Regions from separate parts of the Pan troglodytes genome. Here region 1 is linked to region 2. A link is a contact called in public HiChIP or PLAC-seq data. All regions are on one chromosome and are shown on one strand. Each heading gives the region's core, a stretch centred on a gene start, on an enhancer-like site or on the middle of the called end of the contact. The rest is flanking DNA. Distances are from core to core; before and after follow the strand shown.

Region 1 (2,700 bases), core at 94-2,593, 110 kb after region 2:
CTCCTCCCACCCGACCCGGGGGCCGCTTGTACTGCGGGAGGCGGGCTCTGCGAGAGCGACGACCAATCCCGTCGGGGAATGCTTCCCAAGGCCCAGCGCCTCAGCCAATTGTACCGCCGACCGAGGCACGTGCTGACCAATCGCAATCCAGTTCCTTGCCGCCTTGCGGCTCCGCCAGCCCCGCTTAAAGGAAACGTGGAATCGGGAATGGGTGGTGATGAAATCCAGCCAACGGAAAAGTTCCTCTCCAGCGGGGTCCGGTGGCACCCTTGGAACGGGGCAGTTAGGCGGCCCGCGAGGCTGGGGCAACGAGGGAGGCCTGAGGGACTTGCCAGCCCTGACCTCCTGTCCCGCACGTAGTCCGAAGGCCACCCTCCCCGTGGCCCCCACCGCCCAAAGGCCTCCCCCCTCCCCCTCCCACCGCCCGAAGGACTCCCCCTCCCCCTCCCACCGCCCGAAGGACTCCCCCCTCCCCCTCCCACCGCCCAAAGGCCTCCCTCTCTCCCCCTCCCACCGCCCGAAGGACTCCCCCTCCCCGCTCTCCACCGCCCGAAGGCCTCGCTCTCTACCCCCTCCACCGCCCGAAGGACTCCCTCTCTTCCCCGTCCACCGCCCGAAGGCCTCTCCCTTTCTCCTCTCCACCGACCGAAGGCTTCCGTCCCCAACCCCGCTACCCGTACAAGGAGGCAACAGCAGCCGCTACATTCAAGTTCTATTTTACTTGGTTCGAAAGCTCTTGCCCCCTGGAAATTATTCCGGCCCAGGGGCGTTCCTGGCCGGCCCTCAGGGGTGGGGCCGAATGCAGAGGCCCTGGGGTAGGGGGCGCGGGGCGCGGCGGCGGGTGGGCAAGCGGGACGCCTGGCCGGTGCAGACGCGCGGGGACGAGATGGGCGCGCCGGGTGCGAAAGCAGGAGCGGAGGCGGGGGTGCCCAATTTCTCTCACTTGGTGCCCCCTCCCCTGGCTCCGAAGTAGGGCTGGGGACTCCAGGAGGGCCCTTGCGTTTGGCCTCCACCCCTCTCCCGGATACCCCACCCTCCAGAGAGCTCTGGGCGCGGACCAGGGTGCACTTGGGGGACAGGTGGAGGCCGGGCCGCCGGGCTTGCGCCTCCACGCCCGCAGTACGGGGTGCGGCCAGAGCGGGTGTGCGGGGACCTCTCGGGACAGGTCAAGCCCCCTCGGGTGGGCTTCCACGCTTACCAACTAGCTCTCTCCCTCACCTGCTCGCACCACGCTTTGCCCTCCAGGCTCCCACCTGGGAACGCCCCGTCCCTTGGTCCTTCCTCTCCTAGCCAGGTATCAGCTCTGGCCAGGCCCATGTGCTCTGCTTCCCCTGTTCAGGTCCCCTGCCCTTTCGGCTGGGAGACTTGCATATCGGCCTGAAGACCTCCCTGCGGTTTTTCCCAGCTCCTGCAGGGCCCAGACTGCAGCGGCTGGAGGCGAAGGGACGGCAGGGCGCGTGGCGTGGTTAGTGTGCTGGCTCCGACCAGCGGGAACGCACTGCGCACCGTCCGCCCTGCCCACCGCCTCGGCGGGACGCGCTCGCGCACACGGACGCACAGAGGTCGACCAGGGTGTTCTCCAGCGAGGAGGCAACACTGCCGCGGGAGGCGGGGCGGGGCGTGTTTAAAGTGACAGACTGGGCTTTGGTTACGTCGGGCTTCTGGACGAGGGGAAACCGGAGTCGGGGAGGCTCCAGCGAGAGCCCCGCGGACCGACGGGGACCGGATCTGTACGGGTGGGGTCTGTGCAGTAGTGACCCCTCCGAGTGAAGGCAGAGCTCGGCGGTCCTCAGGCCCACCCCGCCTCCCAGCGGGGAGCACCGAGGGCGAGGACCGACTTCTTCTGGGGATCCTCGAGGGCGAGCTGGGAGAGGGAGGAGACCCGGAGGAGGGAGAGGGGTTGCTGGGGGTGGGAAGGCGAAGGGCCTGTGAGGAACACTACAGGGACGAAGGGCCGGGGGGTGGGGGCCTGGGCGGAGCTGGAGGCCGTACTGAGCGGAGCTTGGAAGGCTGGGGAATTAGAGGCGGGGCCTAGAAGAAGTCGGGGTGGGGCCCTGGCGGGGCTCGGGGGCGGCCCTGGGTGGGCCGGGCGGGGCCTGAGTGGGCAGGGCAGGGTTCGGGCCAGCGCCTGGGCTAGGCCTGGTGGGCCCGGCGCCTCACATGATGTCGTCCAGCAGGTTGGCGCTGGCCACCCAGTCGAGCGCGCGCGGCTCGGAGGCGGCCATGATCATGCACATGAAGGGGCGGCCGGTGCGCCGGTCCGTGGGGTAGATGGTGGTGGGCGTGAAGCGCCTGTTGGCCTCGACGAACTCGCAAAGCTGCTCGTAGACGCGCGGGAACTCGTGGCGCAGGAAGACGCCGCGCAGCCGCAGCTCGCGCTGGATGTGGATGAAGGCCACCTCGCGCGCGCGCCGGCCCGCCTCGCCGTCCTGATCCAGGCCCGCCGTGCCCGGCGGTGGCGTCAGGATCAGCGTCTCCATGTCGGGCTCGCGGCTCCGCGCCGGGGGCGGCCGCGCGGGGCTGCCGGCCGCCAGCGCTACCTTGGCGAACTTGCGCACTGTTGGCCCGTGGCTGCGTGGCGCGGGCGCGGGCAGGGCGGGTGTCCCCGGTGGCGCGGTGCCGGGTCCCACGGCCACGGACACGCTGAGCAGGAAGCACTCTGCCGGTTCGTAGAGGCGCCCAGCGGCCGCCAGCTCGCGC
Region 2 (2,700 bases), core at 22-2,521:
ATCCTTCTGCCTCTGCCTCCTGAAGTACTGGGATTACATGTGTGCGCCACTGTGCCCGGCCCCCAAAGTGCTGGGATTACAGGTGTGCGCCACTGCGCTCGGCCCCCGAAGTGCTAGGATTACAGGTGTGAGCCAGCGCGCCCGGCCCCCGAAGTGCTGGGATTACAGGTGTGAGCCAGCGCGCCCGGCCCCCGAAGTGCTAGGATTACAGGTGTGAGCCAGCGCGCCCAGCTGCCCACACTTTTTTGTATACTCCCCAACTGGGTTTGGTCATTGGCAGGCAGAGTCATGAAGCTGCCTGTGCTGGGACAGGGCCCATGGCGCACCTGAGCCACTGGCGGCTGGGACCCAGGCCCGGGATCCTCCTCACCCGCTTGGAACGGCAGGGACAGCCACTCACCGAGTCATGGCATTCCACACCTCAAAGCGGCCATCGTCACTTAGCTCGAAAGTTGCGGCGAAAGCGTTCAGCAGCACCCTGTGCTCCGGCCTGAAGCTGTTGCCCACCAGGCCCAGAACGAACCATTCCCCCTGGAACTACAGAGGCGGTGGTGGGCAGGGGTGGCGGTGGGCAGGGGTGGCAGTGGGCAGGGTCAGGAGCCCCCTCCCGCCCTCCCTGGCAGCTTCTGGACCCCTCACAGAGCAGTGCTCCCGGCTGGGCCGGCGCCAGGGACACTGGCAAGAACCGGAGGCTACTCTGGGTCTGGCAGGGACATGGTGACCCTGGCCAGTGGCTGTGCGGCCTTCCCGAGCCTGTTTCCCCTCACGCACAGAGGGAGCGATGGGCTGGGGTGACGGCAGGGAATGGGTGCCAGGAAGGTCTGCGCTGGGCCCTCCTCTGCTGGAGGTCAGGGGCCCGCCTGGGGGCTCCTGGAAGCACGGCTGGTCCTGGCTCTCTGGGCAGCATCCCCAGGCCTGCTCAGCCACCAGCCTCTCCCTGCACTCAGACCCAGCCGGCTGCTTCTCCTTCCATCAAAACCCCTGTACCTGGTTTCCTTGGAAGCTCTGCATCGGGGGCGGGAGTCGCGGGGGGGTTGGGGTCTGGGCCTGCAGGACTTTCAGCAAGGAGAGCCACAGCCACAGGCCACACAGCAGCCTCATCCTGGCAGCTGCTGGGCCCACAGGGACAGAGAGAAGGAAGTGGCCATGGGCAGGTGGCCCAGAGACCCACCTCTTCATGCACGTACCCAGCAGGTGCCCCTCCCAAGGGGGTGTGCCCCTCTGCCTCCCTCCTCAGGACTGGCAGGAGAGGTGGTGCCCAGGGCAGGCCTGGTGTGGGCTGGGTGGTGCGGGCTCTCCTCAGGTCCCACCCACCCACCTGCGGTCTCTTGGGTTCCAGCCAGGTGGGGTAGGAGGGGCCCCCAGGTCCACCTTCCACCTCTTCTCATTTCTGAGGCCCTGCCCCCTTCAGCCCCCTTCCAAGTGCCCCATGCTGGGGGTTCAGAGGCCCCACGCAGCCTGCCCCAGCCTTCCTCCCTGTCACAGAATGTTGCGTCCCAGACAGACAGCGTGACCTGCCGCAGCCATAAGGGATAGGGCCCAGCTGTGGCCAAACCTGGGCATTCCCCCTGCAGGGCCTGGGGCTGCCAGCCGCCCCCCCACCCCTACCCTGCCTGGCTCCGCACATGCCTGAACCGCAGCGTGGGCCGTGGCCCTGGAGCAAGAACAGGACCAGGGAGGGGCCCTGTGGCCATGAGGCCGGGGTGGAGGTGGCCCGAGCAGGCGAGGAGGGAGGCTGGGGCCTGCAGAGCACCCAGGCACCCTGGTGAGGACAGCTGGGGCATTTTAAACGCAGTCTCTGCCCAGAGGGAGGGGCAGGGCTGGGAAGCCCCACTAATGGGAGTGGGCACCCCATGCTGGTCCTGCCTAAAAGAAAGGATTAGTAGGCCAGGCACAGAGGCTCATGCCTATAATCCCAGCACTTTGGGGGGCCAAGGCGGGAGGATCGCTCGAGCCCAGGAGTTTGACATCACCCTAGACAACATAGCGAGACACCATCTCTACAAAAAAATTTAAAAGTTAGCTGGGGGTGGTGGTGCACACCTGTGGTCCCAGCTACTTGAGAGGCTGAGGTGGGAGGATTGCTTTAGCCCAGGAGTTTGAGCCTGCAGTAAGCTATGATTGTGCCACCAGACTCCAGCCTGGGCAAGACTGAGATCTCATCTCTAAAAATATAAAAATAAAATGTAAAAAGCGGGCTGGCAGGGAGGGCATTGGCAGGCTTGGGGCTTCTAGCTGCCCTGACACCCCTTGGATGATGGGGCTAGGGAGTGGAGTCCCCTTCCTGACCTCTCCTCCCATCCTCACAGGTAGCTGAAGCCTCTGGGTGCTGGACTCCATGTTACGGGGTCACCAAGGGTGAGCCAGGTGCCTCCCACTCACCGTGTGCCTGGCCTGTGAGCCTCTGTCCAGGCCACCTCCTCCCCCCAGGTCCCTGTCCTGGCCGCCCCCTCCCACCCCAGATTCCCTGTCCTGGACGCCCCCTCCCACCCCAGATTCCCTGTCCTGGCCACCTCCTCCCCTCACCCAGCCCTGCTTACAAGGGACTTAGGCTCATCCCAGGAGGTGCCCTGGGCCTCGGCAGCCTGCCCTGGGTGGCAGCCCCAGCCTGGCCACTCAAAGAGCCCAGCCCCCAGGACTTCAGGGCTCCAGGGCTGGGCTCTGTCCCAGGCCTCACTGCCCACGGAGAAGGGCAGCTTG

The links. HiChIP or PLAC-seq counts read pairs in DNA pulled down with a chosen protein or histone mark.
Region 1: a contact with region 2 is called in an H3K4me3 HiChIP or PLAC-seq map of stem cell-derived excitatory neurons, with 3 times the contacts expected there. The contact joins the promoter of PHPT1 here to the promoter of LCN12 in region 2. A contact is called at or near these places in 1 of 7 Hi-C or Micro-C datasets (stem cell-derived neural progenitor cells) and 1 of 1 datasets of contacts at active chromatin or transcription factors (stem cell-derived excitatory neurons).

The regions. Positions count from the first base shown.
Region 1 is chr11:1,609,332-1,612,031 of NHGRI_mPanTro3-v2.0_pri, forward strand. PHPT1 (phosphohistidine phosphatase 1) reads right to left here and starts at 1,344. Exons shown (of 5, transcript XM_016962189.4): 1 at 1,219-1,344; 2 at 1-183. It overlaps AJM1 (apical junction component 1 homolog), which reads right to left. Exons shown (of 3, transcript XM_016962177.3): 3 at 701-2,700. The coding sequence ends at 2,157.
Region 2 is chr11:1,503,836-1,506,535 of NHGRI_mPanTro3-v2.0_pri, forward strand. It overlaps LCN12 (lipocalin 12), which reads right to left and starts at 1,272. Exons shown (of 6, transcript XR_001721108.3): 1 at 988-1,272; 2 at 401-537.